Regions from separate parts of the Bicyclus anynana genome. Here region 2 is linked to region 1. Evidence: chromatin contacts called from public Hi-C data. All regions are on one chromosome and are shown on one strand. Each heading gives the region's core, a stretch centred on a gene start, on an enhancer-like site or on the middle of the called end of the contact. The rest is flanking DNA. Distances are from core to core; before and after follow the strand shown. Region 1 holds the start of LOC112056883 (probable maleylacetoacetate isomerase 2). Region 2 overlaps LOC112056907 (phosphofurin acidic cluster sorting protein 1).

Evidence for each region. A called contact is a pair of places that touch in the nucleus more often than the background predicts.
Region 2: a Hi-C map of whole body shows a contact between it and region 1, with 2.9 times the contacts expected there. The contact joins the enhancer-like site here to the promoter of LOC112056883 in region 1. A contact is called at or near these places in 2 of 2 Hi-C or Micro-C datasets (whole body and whole larva).

The regions. Positions count from the first base shown.
Region 1 is chr21:5,979,240-5,986,178 of ilBicAnyn1.1, forward strand. LOC112056883 (probable maleylacetoacetate isomerase 2) reads left to right here and starts at 4,027. Exons shown (of 5, transcript XM_024097378.2): 1 at 4,027-4,285; 2 at 4,854-5,031; 3 at 6,429-6,547. The coding sequence starts at 4,277. LOC128199291 (a long non-coding RNA gene) reads right to left here and starts at 3,607. Exons shown (of 2, transcript XR_008251949.1): 1 at 3,196-3,607; 2 at 2,815-3,053. LOC112056867 reads left to right here. Exons shown (of 10, transcript XM_024097363.2): 7 at 164-209; 8 at 297-779; 9 at 1,063-1,175; 10 at 1,294-1,959. The coding sequence ends at 1,432.
Region 2 is chr21:6,113,505-6,120,443 of ilBicAnyn1.1, forward strand. LOC112056907 (phosphofurin acidic cluster sorting protein 1) reads left to right here. Exons shown (of 18, transcript XM_052888237.1): 8 at 3,224-3,295; 9 at 5,721-5,863; 10 at 6,475-6,627. Among protein-coding and RNA genes, the nearest start is that of LOC128199296, 15 kb to the left of the region's middle. Within about 2 kb of position 3,192, at least 6 of the 8 cell types and tissues checked have open chromatin away from gene starts, as enhancers often do.

The DNA of each region.
Region 1 (6,939 bases), core at 2,777-5,276:
CGTGTGATTTGCGTGTTGTCTTTTATTTATCTCTCAAACCAAAAAACAAAATAAATGTAAGCAGTTAAATAATAATAATTACTATTAAATTCTAACTGTATAGCTGTTTAACTGTATAGCTAATAGACAATGTACTTACTTACTATTATTTTAATTTTTACAGAGCATTGAAACAAGAAGCAAAGCGTGAAGCTGAACGCAAAGCTCAGGTATGAACAAAATATTAATGTAATATTATTAATGTGACAAATATAAGATTTCAATAAATAACGTGGGGCTCTTGAATTACCTTGTAGGCTGAACGCGAAGCGGCGGAAAGGAGGCAAGAGGAAGAAGCGCGAAGAGCTGAGGAATTGAAACGGCAAGCCGAGGAAGAAGCTAGAAAGGCTGAAGAAGCGGCAAAGAAAGCAGCAGAAGAAGCCGCCAGGAAAGCTGAAGAAGAACGTATTGCAGAAGAAGCCAGGTTAGCTGAAGAAGCTCGCAAAGCCGAAGAGGAAAGGCTCGCAGAGGAAGCTCGTTTAGCTGAAGAACAACGTCTCGCTGAGGAAGCCCGACTTGCTGAAGAAGCTCGACTAGCTGAAGAGGCCAGACTCGCTGAAGAAGCCAGACTAGCAGAAGAAGCAAGATTAGCGGAAGAAGCTAGACTGGCTGAGGAAACTAGATTAGCTGAGGCGGAGGAAGAGAGGTTAGCGGAACAAAGAAGACAGGAGGAATTGGCAAAATTGGAAGAACTAGAACGTCAGGCTCAAGAGGAACGTGAAGCTGAACTTGCACGACAGGTAAATTAAATGCTTAATAAATAACAACCTTTTTGTGATTACTTGCCAACCTTAGATTACTTGCCAGAATAATTATTAGAAATATTATTGTGAACAATTATTTATATTGTTTTGATTTTGATAAACCGGAGCATGGTTAAGGAATGAAAAGTAGACAGGGGAGGGCATTTTGTCGGATCTGAGTGGCGTAGCTGCTTAAAGTTGTCGGTATTGTGCGAAATATTGACAGACATCAATTATTTAGTCCACTTATATATGGTAATAGTCACATATGCGATTACAGGCAGCTGAATTAGCAGAGATTGCAAGACAAGAATCTGAACTTGCTGCTGCACGTTTGGAAGAACTTTCACACAGTGGATCTGCAGGAGATAATACCGCTGAAGTTGAATCAAGGTAATATTAACTTTTAATAATAGATGAAAAGCCTTTAAATTTAAATCATAAACCACAACAGAATTATAAGATACAATCATATTACACAAGCATAATGTAATATGAAATGAAATTTCAGTGAGCAACCTGAGGATGAACCCCTTGTAGAGGAACCTGAGAGCCCAGTAGCTGTTCCAGAAGATCCAGCAGAGTCACAAGATGCTGTAGAAGTCAGCGAAGATGAAATGGCAGAACCTGATGTAACAGATGAAGAATAAAATTTTAAATCTAAGAGTTATATTGATTTTGTAATCTAACAATTTACTACTTAATAACAAAATAATTGTTTATACTTACTGATTTATAAACTATCAACAGTTGTTTTAAAAGTTAATATGTACAAAAGTTTTATCATCCAGCATTCTGCTATAGCTGTTCATGTGGTACAAGTTTAGAGAAAAATATACTAGACATTTCTAGTAATGCATTTTAATAGATATACATATTTGTTTATATAATTTATAGACTATTCATCATTCATGAGGATAACATCCAAAAAATTCATGAATGCTGCAATGGTTAAATGGTGGCAAGTCAATAAGTTTAAAACTTTTTAATATCAAATAACTTTCATTTGCGTAATATAATTACGTGATGACGAGAGGATTGGTTATTTTTATTCAGTTATATTGTGAATAACTTATCTACCACTAGTTAACAATGTTACGTTTTTGAAGTTTAAGCTGTAAGTGTTTTATAATGGTACATCTTGTTACATTTAATAATAAAAGACAATAACAAAGAATTGCAATTTATTTCCCTTAAATTAAATATAATGTATAAAAATATTATATAATAGTACACAGGGAACTACCAAACTGAAGGAAAAACATCATAAGAAACTTGCATACCTGAGAATTTTCTTAATTCACTAAGTGTGTGAAGTCTACCAATCTGCATTGAGCCAGCGTGAGGGACTACTGGCCTAACCCTACTCATTCTGAGAAGAGACTCGTGCCTAACAGTAAGTCAAATATGGGTTGATAATGATGATGATATTTTCAAATACAAACAATAGGTGTCATACCTACCCCACACTTGAATAATATCAATGACACACCTCTTGCATGTCACTTGTAGTAAGTCCATTGTTATGTATATGAAAATAAGCTCAAAAAGTTTCAATTTAAGTTTTTAAAATTTTTAATAATATAATTTGCTTAATCCTAGTTCGAGGTATAAAATAGTTTTGATTCCAATAGATCTGGGATCTGAAAAATGTATTTATCACTAGCATCATCGTCATAATCAGCAGTTACTGAAAAATTGTCCACTGCTGAGCATGGTTGGTTTAATTGATGAATTCATCTATTAAACCAAGGTGTAGGTGCCTTATGTGCCTGTAATTATACCAGTAATCATAGCCTTAAGAACAGAATACAGCAATACGCTTAAAAAAATAACATTTGCCATGAAATGTACTTATCCTACAAGAAATGTAAGAATTTACAATCTATAGGCACAAATGTTTGAGCCCTCACCTGTAAGGTCAGAAATGCAGCCAAGTAAGTCAGACGGGAGAAAGTAAGGAGTGAGTGGCAGGTGCCTTCTACAGTCATTCATGCATTCATTCAATGGATGTATTATTGAACAGAATTAATCCAGGTTAATTAATATAATATATTTTATAATTTATAATATTACAACACCTTTAGCAAGTTACAAATCCATTTTTACAATTTGATCTGCTGTCGAGGCAACCTCTTCCTTTGTCACATTATTTTGGGGTTTTTTCGTAGGAACTGTAATATCATGTTTTTGTTCTGTACTAGTTTTAGGTTTGTTTTTGTTTTGCACTTCCACAAATTGCTTGTCTATATCTGCCACTTTTTGTTTTATCTGCAAAAACGATAATGAATTTTGAAATTCACAAGAAATGCATTGTTTGCATGCATGATTTGTATCCACTATGACATGATGTTTAGCAAAATAATATACCGCTAATCTGTGAAAATAATTAAATAAGAAACCAATAACTTACATTTTTCAAACCTAAATTAACAGCCTTTGCTTTGGTTTTCTTTAGGCTTTTCGCACCAGCAACTTTAAACACATTCGCCTTTACACCCTTTTTTTTGTCTTTCGCCATAACCCCAGATGTCAAGACTTCTTCATAGAATATAATAATATTAAACCTAATAATAAATTATTTATAGGTTATTAAAGATATAACTGCGATTTAAAAACTTATAACCTCAACAAAAGCCAAAACCCGCGAGTTAAATTTTTAATTTAAATTTTAAATTACGTCAATGTCAATTTGTCAAACTTGACAATTGAATTGACATTGACGTAATTTGTTTTTTAAGTTTGAATTCCAGACTTTGCGGAACTAAGGGACCCCATACACGATCAAACTTTATGTCAAATTAAATGTGTTTGTCAAACAATTTCATTTTCTGCGGCTTTGTTTGAAATGTTTGTGTGAAAAATTACTTAAAAGGTGCATTTACACGCTGGCGTTCAAAGAGAACTAATGAATGAACGAACTTTAGTGAACGAATGATTATTAGAGAAAAAAGCTAAAAAAATTAAATTCGGAAACCTGTACCGTATAGCCAATAGTGGCCAATAGGTAATAATTAATTAGTTTAAAGAATATTTTACACCACAGAACTTTAAAATTATCTATTAAATTTCAAAATTCAATATACATTTTTATGAAAATTGGTTTTTATAATATAAATGAACTATTGGCCAGTTAAAAAGTTCTACAATAAAAATTACACAATTTTCCGGCTGATTATTCGAACGTATATTCAATGAATTTTGTTGATTTTGTTCACAAAACAAACGTCAAATGATTTTGATAATTTGATTTGATTTGTAGTACATTGGGCTTGAATAAATTCAATTTTTTACTATTTACAATTTGAAAATATTTACTGCATCCAGGTGAATTATTATTTCACACAGAATTTCAATACCAGCTGAATATAAGTTTCGTTGGCCTACGTTCAATTTATAGGACTTGTTGCGTTAGTAATAAATTTTTTATATCCGTGCTAATAAACGCCGCCAAAATTAATTACTACTCGAAATACAACGGATCTATCTCGAGTATGGCTAAGGTAAGTGAACAAGTATATTAATATTCACTGAATTATTAATAGGCAACATATTTGCATACCGGTAAATCGTCACGATTGTAAAATATTTACGGCTCAGGCTCACCACAGTTGTTGGCCTCCTGCGACCGGTTTTGCACAGTAATATCGGACTTCTATAAAATTGCCTTGTTAGATTTAATCCAATTTTCTTTAATTTGTGAAAAATCATGGGTGATCTTATTGAAGAAATGGTAAGGCCTATAGAATTCAATTCATATACTTAGAAATTCTCATGCTTTCTATAAATTTTTATTTTACAATCAATTTACAATTATTACGGGTAGTTAAATGGGTAACTGGAAAAAAAGACTCATCTGCAGCAGGGGGTAATAGCCATGATGATGTGGTTGTGGGTGGACCACAATGAATTTCAAAAGTGCTTGTAAAATAAGCCTAGTTACTTAAATAAATGAATTTAGGGGATTTTTGAATTATGATTATTATAATTAGTTGAAATGATGATAATAACTGAAAGTATAAATAACAGAAACAGATTATTGTTTATATTTACTTTATTTTGTATTTCCAGCCAGTATTATATTCATACTGGCGAAGCTCATGCTCATGGAGAGTGCGGATAGCACTCAACCTGAAAGAGATACCATATGATATAAAAGCTGTGAGCCTCATAAAGGGCGGTGGAGAGCAACACTGCAATGAATACAGAGAAGTCAACCCCATGGAACAAGTTCCGTCGCTGGTTATAGGTATGTGTGAGCGTCCACAGAAAGAAAGTGCTCAGGCGTTCAGAGTATATGCAAAATATCATTGTGCAGACAACAGGCAGTGGCATGCTAAAGGATTCCCAATAGGATAAGCACAATTTCAAGATCTAGGCCGGACATTTCCTTTTTTCGAAACAAACTAACCATATAGTTCTTGTAGAGCTTACTGTGCTGTGGGAGACTAACATTCCGATGGACCACAGTATGAAAGTAAATAAATATTATCAACTAACTAAAACTGGCTATGTGGTTCAGTTTGTATGCAGTAGAAATAGGACTGAGAGGATCACTAGCAAAATCTCTCTATAACTTACTTAAAGATCTTGGCATCACTAGAACAGCAGCAAGTTCTATATTAGAAAGAATATTTAAAGCTGCTGTAGTAGGATCTTGCCAAATTTGTCTAGGCAGGGAGAATCTGTGCAGAGTTATGATGTTACATTAAAATGATAGCGAATGCAGAATTTAGAACTTGAAACTGTTTCTGTTTATGTGGGTTCTCTTTGATTACTAATTAAAGCTTTAGATGATTATCAAGTGAAAAATAAACAAAACTGGTATTAGATGTTCAACAAAATAAGCTTTATACAAAATGTTTTGCGGTTAGAACAACTCACATTTTGCTAAACCACTAACTTAAGGACAAGCTAGCTATTACATAGTTATTAATTATTATTATTATTTTATTATTAAAAATAAAATTAGAAGAACACTACTTAATAATAGTATTTTTTTTTGTATTGCAAAGATCAGATAAGCACAATATTATGAAGATAAGATAAACTTTTACTTATCAAACTTTTGTAATCTAGGTGGTTCTTAAGATGTCAAGTACCACCTTGATTACATTACTTATCACTATTTGCTTGTTAAAAATACCTTATTTTGAAAATTTTTATTTTACAAACTTTTACATCCAAAGATAATTAAAAGGTCATGTGATCCAATCATCTTTCTCATAAGAACTATGTCAAATCTCAAAATCAGTCCATTCAAATAGAATTTTTTTTATTGTTTAAATTTTAGCCCTTGACTACAATCTCATCTGATGGTAAGTGATGATGCAATCTAAGATGGAAGCTGGCTAACTTGTTAGGATGATTTTAATAATCCCAACCCCTTATGGTTTCTACACAAAATTGTTTTGGAATGCTATATTGTTTGGTGGTACGTCTTTGCCGGTAGGGTGGTTACTAGCAAGGCCAAAGCCTTTCTGGACCAATTAAGAAAACCTCAATAAGCCCAGCCAGGGATCAAACCCAGGATGTCCTATGGAGGCAGTCAAAATGATTAAATATGGTTCAGTATGATTAAATGTGGGTTAGATCATAGATGTTTACTGTCTACATATTAAAACACAAACTTTGCTATATTCACAGATGGGCATACTTTGATAGAGTCATTGAGTATAATGAATTACTTGGAGGAGACAAGACCCCAAAGGCCACTAATGCCACAAGATTGCTATAAAAGGGCAAAAGTTCGTGAAATTTGTGAGGTAAGCACATTGCAATATTTATAGCATCTCCATAATGAGCTGCAGCAAGCTAATTCACTCATTCATCTTTGACCTATGCTAGTTAGTCAAAGAAATTGAGATTATATGTAACAAATATGGAAAGTACTTTAGTTGGGGTTGACAAAACACACAATATTACAGAACAAGAAATAATATTAAAAAGTAAGAGTAAGATTTCTGATTTTTTATCTGGTTAAAAAACAAGATTCTCAAGAAATCTTTTTTTTTTGTTCTATTTTTCTCATGCAATCAGTCTGCAGACTATGAGCAGAGCTGTGAAAAGTGTGTGAGAGAGTGAAAAAATTTGGCTAATACTTGATTAAAAGCCACATATGACACTTACATGGAGCTTCTCCCGCTGGGGAATGTTG
Region 2 (6,939 bases), core at 1,942-4,441, 130 kb after region 1:
ATTCGAAATTTGAAAATCATTGAGTGTTTGGTGTAAGCAAATTTTAATGGTATCTCACTAGCGTGTTTGTCATGTTGACGATAAAAACGTTCCTAGGCGTGCGTGCATCAAAAACATATCTCTTGAAGAGAAAAATACATTGTCGACCAATAGCGGTGGAGTTTGAAATATCGCTCTCACTTTCGTCCCAGCGCAAAAAAAGAGAAAGCGATATTTTTTATACCGCCGCTATCGGTCAACATTTCTCTCTTCAAGATGTATGTTGTTGTTGCATGTTGTTATGTTTTTGTTTAACAATTATTATTAGTTTTAATTTAATTTTATGTGATTGAAACAATTTTGTGACGTCATAACTCTCTATTGGGATACCAGTCTAACATATTAAAGATGTAGACATGAGCAAAAGTTTTATCGTGTGTTTTTGTTTTGTTTGTACTGCTGCCTGTGAATAGTTTAGTGCATGCGCGGGCCGGGCGGAGCGATATACACACGAAGACAATATACATACAATAGACACTCAACCAAAACTGTATTTTTTATATATATATATATAGCTAGTTACTAGTTAGTACAAACATACATGGATCCTAGTTTTACATATTGAGTAAATTGAATATCATAGAAATTGTTGCATTTATTATTTCAATTGAAATGCATAGTTAGTCATATAAGATAGTAAGTTTGCTTTTTGGATTTAAAAGTCATTAATTAATTTAACTACAATTATATCGTATATAGAATATATTTTATGTTGACTTTTTATTGAAAAGCAATTTTACCAAACTTGTGGTTAACTAAATTAGAATTCCGCTAAATTATAGTCATTATGAATGTCTAATTATTACATTTATGAAGATTATATTTGCCTGAACTCATGTTTCACACATTCACTGAGCACACCATACTGATACTATATACAAATCTATATAACCAATAACCTTGTCATTAAATACTATAATTATGCTCGAAATTGCCTTTCATTTACAATCAAATTAATCATGAACACATCATAAATTCACAAAGCACTACATAACAAAATATTATCGCTTGAGAAACTACACCATTTTGTACTGGTTTTAGTTTATTATCGATATATTCGTTCGTTTGGAAAGAAGAATAATAAACATTTATCAGTATAAAATTACCGCTAGTCTAGCATGAGTCAACGATATATCTCTTGAAGAGAAAAATACATATTGTAGACCAATAGCGGCGGAGATCAAATATCGCTGTCTCTTTCATTTCTTTCGACGACCGCGTGGCGCAGTTGGTAGTGACAGTGCATTTACAGCCGTGGGCTCGATTCCCACAACTGGATAATATTTGTATAATATGCATAGATGTTTTTCAGTGTCTGGGTGTATTTATATGTTATACTAGCGGACGCCCGCGACTTCGTCTGCGAAAATTTCGTTATCAACTTTACTACTACCCCTACCCTACCCCTACCGTACCACTACCCTAACCCTACCCTACCCAACCCCTACATCTACCCTACCCCTACCCTACCCTACCCTACCCTACCCCTACCCTACCCTACCTCTACCTTACCTACACCCTACCCCCATCCTAACCCTACCCCCATCCTACCCCTACCCCTATTCTACCCCTACCCCCATCCTACCCCTACCCTCCCCGTACCCTATCTCTTTCCTACCCCTATCGCACCCGTACCCCTATCTCACGCCTATCCTACCCCTACCCTACCACTTCACTATCCTACCCGTACCTCTACCCTACCACTACCCCTACCCCTACCCTACCACTACCCTAAACTCGGCCCTAAACCTACCCTACCCCTACACTACCCCTACGCTTCCCTACCCGTACCCTACCCTACCCTGTAACTTAACTATCTTACTCCTACCCTTCGCAAAATCGGTCCAGTCCTTCGAGAGTAGTGGTATGACCAAGAGAAATAGAGACTTCTAAGCTAATAACATAAAGAGGTAAAGTTCGTGTGGTTTGTAGGAGGTAATCTCTGGATCTACTGGACCGATTTGGAAAATTGTTTTACCAATAGAAAGCTACGTTATTTGCGAGTGTCATAGGCTATGTTTGCTTCCCATATTCACACGGGAACGGGAACTACGTAAATGAAAGCGCCGGGCGTCATATAGCGGAATTTCTGCGTCTTTTAGAAATTTTGTATTATCTCCGAAACTATTTAAGTAATTAACATACCGTAAAGGGCAAATCTTATCTCCATAATATCCTTGTGATTATTAAATAATTTATTTTGATAAGGATTTAAGTTAAGTAGCATAAATAATGACGCAAACCTAAGTATATAAAATTAATAATTTTTAAAACACAAAAGGTACTATATCTGCTAATATATAGAAGATAGATATATGGTGTCGCGGACTTTTTTGTAGAACTTTTAAAGATACATAAAGTCTCCATACATTAATTTCAATTTTACACAATAGTTAAGGCAGCGCATGCGAATAAGTCTGTTTAAGAGGATTTTCAGTCCGACCTGTATGACAAAAACTGTGATAACTTGGCTAATATATATGATACCAATATAAAATATAGCCTATAGCACTCCTCGATAATGTAGCATTCTACTGGTGAAAGAATTTTTAAAATCGGACCAGTAGTTCCGAAGATTACCCCATTTAAAAAATGTGACAAACTTACAAACTTACAAACTTTACCTCTTTATAATATTAGTATAGATAAGTATGTAGTATATGACCAATAATATGACCAATATTCCCATTCCCTCCAACTAATCGGGAAAGACTGTATTAGGAGTGGGTACGACAATAGACCAACGGGGCGAGAATCGAACCACCACCCCTCGGTGATGAATCCGACCGCTCTTACCTATATATGAATATTTATGATAAAATCCTATTTATGAATATTTATGATAAAATCCGCTATCAACGAACCGCCCATAACAAACACACACAAGCTATAGCTTTGGGGCTAAACGGTGATGTGTGTAATAGTTATAATAATTATTGTATTTCATCCCAACACAACGAAAGAGAGAGCTATATTTTCGATCGTGTCGCTATTGGTCGACATTTTCTCGTCTTGATATATGTCATGGTGCGCATCTTAGGCCTACTGGTCTCCACACTGGGGAACCTAAATCGTTGAAAAGTAGTAGTAAAGTATCAAGTAGTACGACAGCGCGGTGTAGTTTGTCCGGTGACGTCACTGCCCCCTCCCCCCGGCCCGCCCAGTAACGGCATCGCATGCGCAGTGACGCGGCACGCCAGCCTCGCGTCAACCACAGAGCTGCGCCCGCGCGACCGCCCCGCCGCGCCGCTCACAGGTATCACAACCCTCCGCGACCACTCTGTTACAATGCTGTGGTTACAATACCTGCTACATACACTTTGTCGACTGACTTTAACCCACATACTTGTACGTATCCATTAAACAGGATGGGTGAAGGTCGTTTTTAATACGAATCTTAAACTATTAGAGACCGTACGCACTATGCGGCCACAACAACGATCACTGACATATCTCGTGGAGAGAAATGGCGAAGTGGTCCCAGTCCCATCTCTTTCGTCCCAAAGCAATGAAAGAGATAGCAATATATTTGCTTTTGCGTCGCGATGGGTTGAAATTTGTCTATTTCTCTTCACAATAAAAAATAATTTAAATAACAAAACCATTGTAATATCGGCAATACATTCAAAATAACTTTCACTTTCAAAGTCAGTCTACAATTTTTAAATCTCTTCGTCCTTATGCAATTGTAAAATCAATCAAGATTTGGATTAATAAAAATCATGTATTTTATTCACTTTCAAAAACCATGATAAGCTATCCTTTTAGACACTACAATAAATATGTAATCTGAATTCTTAAATATCTTGTTTTTGTCTTTATTTGTTTAAAATTCTATTTAGTTTAGTACTTACTTAATTTTACAAATGTATATGGATAAAAAAATATTATGAAAACGATATATGGTATGCAAAAATAATAAATATAACACAATATTAAAACAGATATGTGTCAACAAACTGCTTCTCAAAAGTAGACACTTTTTGGTATACACAAATAACTGACAACAGTAAATATTATAATAACACATAATTACTTTACGGTTATACCTATGATTTCTATTTGTTTTGTTTACACTATATGACTCGTCGTCTCGTCTGCGTAGTATAATATCCCGAAATCTCGAAATTGGAAAAAAGGTCTGGAATCAAATTCTCTGAGTGGTATGCATAAGGAACATAATTTTCTGTCACATTTTGGGTGACGTTGTCACTTGGATTCTTTAGTTTTTCGCGGATTATAGCACTACCTTTATCTATGTATCTAAGAGCACTACTAATCAATTACTTCCTATTTATAGACATCCTTCTTTAAAAAAATCAGTGTAAACAAGTAGAAACTACAAGTGTAACTGTGTATTAAAATGCAATAATTAAAAGTGTCTACATTTGTGATTTACTAATTAACTGCAAAAACATAGAATGCTTTTGTCTGTCTCTATTGTTTATTTATATATTTTTTTCCTATTAGCTTCTATTTTTGGCTTTGCATAAACTATGATCTGTTTTTGGTTTGTCTATAACCTAATATTCTTTATCTACATTCTTTTTATCTATAAAATTTTCAATCTGTCTACTTTACAATATATTGATTTAAGAGATATACGTAAATAAAATAATGCAGTGGTGTAACTATAAGGTGGCAGGCCTGGCAAAATGTCACGGGCCTAAATGTACTAAATCATATTAAAATAAATTTATAGCCCCAATAGCTCAACGGTAAAGGGGCCGGACTCAACATCAAGGCCTGCTGGACTATTGTCGTACCCCTAACAGTCTTTTCCGACGAATTCGAGCTAAACGGGAATATTGGAACTGGAATGCGTATTTAAAAGATGTGACATTTTTCTGGCGCTCCAACCAATGAACTCGCCTCAGATGGTATAGTTACACCACTGAAATAGGGTAAACTAAACGTCTGCAACCTGCATAATATCTTTATTGTACTACTTAAGAACATTATATTCTTAAACTCATGTCTATTTACAGTGACATATTTTTTTTTGAGGATTGGCACTCATCTGACGAGGCGCATCGCAAAGTTTATTGACCTTGCTGTTATTATCTACATATTAGTTGTAATTACCAAAACTTAATTTACAACTAATTCCAACAACAACTGATCCCCGAAAATCGACGAGTAAAGGCGCAATCTAATTTCAACTTGATTTTGTTATAATGTCGAAAATAAGTAAAAATCAGTATGACAATTGTTTACTGTCGTTTCTGCGGCGTACTAATGGCGCTTCCTCGCGCCTTGTCTGGTGTGCGCCGGTCCTATAGGTACGTTTATATTTATAAAAATGTGCGTACAAACACATAACATAAGATGTAACGTCAGCCACTGACGATTAAGTAATCTCACAAGCTTGCAGCGCTAACGGCTTGACAGCCGATAAAACTGATCGTATGTTAGACGCAATCGGCATGATATCATGCACATCGTGACCGATGCAGGCATGTGAGATTACTTGATCGTCAATGGCTGACGTAAGGTGAATCATCTCATGCGGATATTCGAATGCCGCACTTTATTTGACGAATTTCGAAGGACACTTTTCATTACTGAGAGAGTTCTCCTCTTCACACGACAGTTTGCGAGCATTTTATCTATCTACCCGCTTACTCGGTCTGTTGATAACCAAGGAACAAGTTTAAAGTGGCTTATGTAATGTAAATTAGCAGAATCAGAAGTGGTACGCAGCTCGGCGGGCGACGAGCGTGGGAGCGAAGGTAACAGTGATGGTGACGCTACACTGGACGCGCCCGTCTCTGGTGCATCCGTTTCTAGCTCGCCGCCGAATGAAACCAAGGTGTACTGCAAGGTATTAAACGCTTATCTATATTCTAACTAATATTATTAACTAGCGGACCCGGTCAAGCTTCGCTTTGACTCATTCCCTACGCCTATCCTATTCCCACCTTACTCCCTACACCTACAATACCATACCCCTACTCAACCCCACCTACTCTAAATATCCTATGTCCTTCTCTTGGTTCTCAGCTACCTCTTCACCAATCTAGAGTCAAAACGGTCCAGCAGATCTCGACTTATGAGTGTTGTAACAAACCCGACTTTTTTTTATATAATAGATGGTAATGTTGGTTTTTGACATATTTATGTCTAAACTATTAAAGCGGTTTTTAAAATTATTATATTGTTTTTAAATTTATATCAGCGAGTAATAAAGCCTATATTTTTATTTCGTATTCACACGAAAGCAAGAATTCTGGTAGTGATATATAAAAATGATATAATGGTTTGAGTACGCTTCAAAAACTGAAATGACAAAGATTGTCGCAGCTGACAAACTTACTAAGTCCTCGTCTGCGCGATACAGAAGTACAAGGACAGAAGGAAGCTAGTTGTTGCACTTTGTCTGTTCTACAAATAGTAGTAACATGATATACCTAAATTATTGAGTCTATTTTACAGGAGGACAAGAGGTCAAGGCTGTTTCGCAGCGCAACGAGCGGCGGTAACCTAACGCCGGCGGCCGCGGCCCGCAAGAAGAATTCGCTCGTCATCGGCACTGAGAGACCGCTGTCTGCTCACGATCTGCCCGCGCAGAGCCCTACTTCTCTTGAGGTATGCCAATGATTTCGTCATAAATTTGGTAATTTCAAACATTTCGAGATTAATAATGATGCTGCAGTGCTGCACGCTCGCCTGAGCTGTGAAGGATTGCGGAACTTTTATTAAATTGACTTGCTGACGCCGCGCGGTTTTACCCGCGTGGTTCCCATTCCCGTCGGAATATGGAGATAATATATAGCCTATAGCCTTCCTTGATAAATGGGCTATTTAACACTGAAATAATTTTGCAAATCGGACCAGTTGCAAACAAACAAATGATCTCTTCAGCTTTATATTATTAGTATAGATATTAGCTTAGATCAC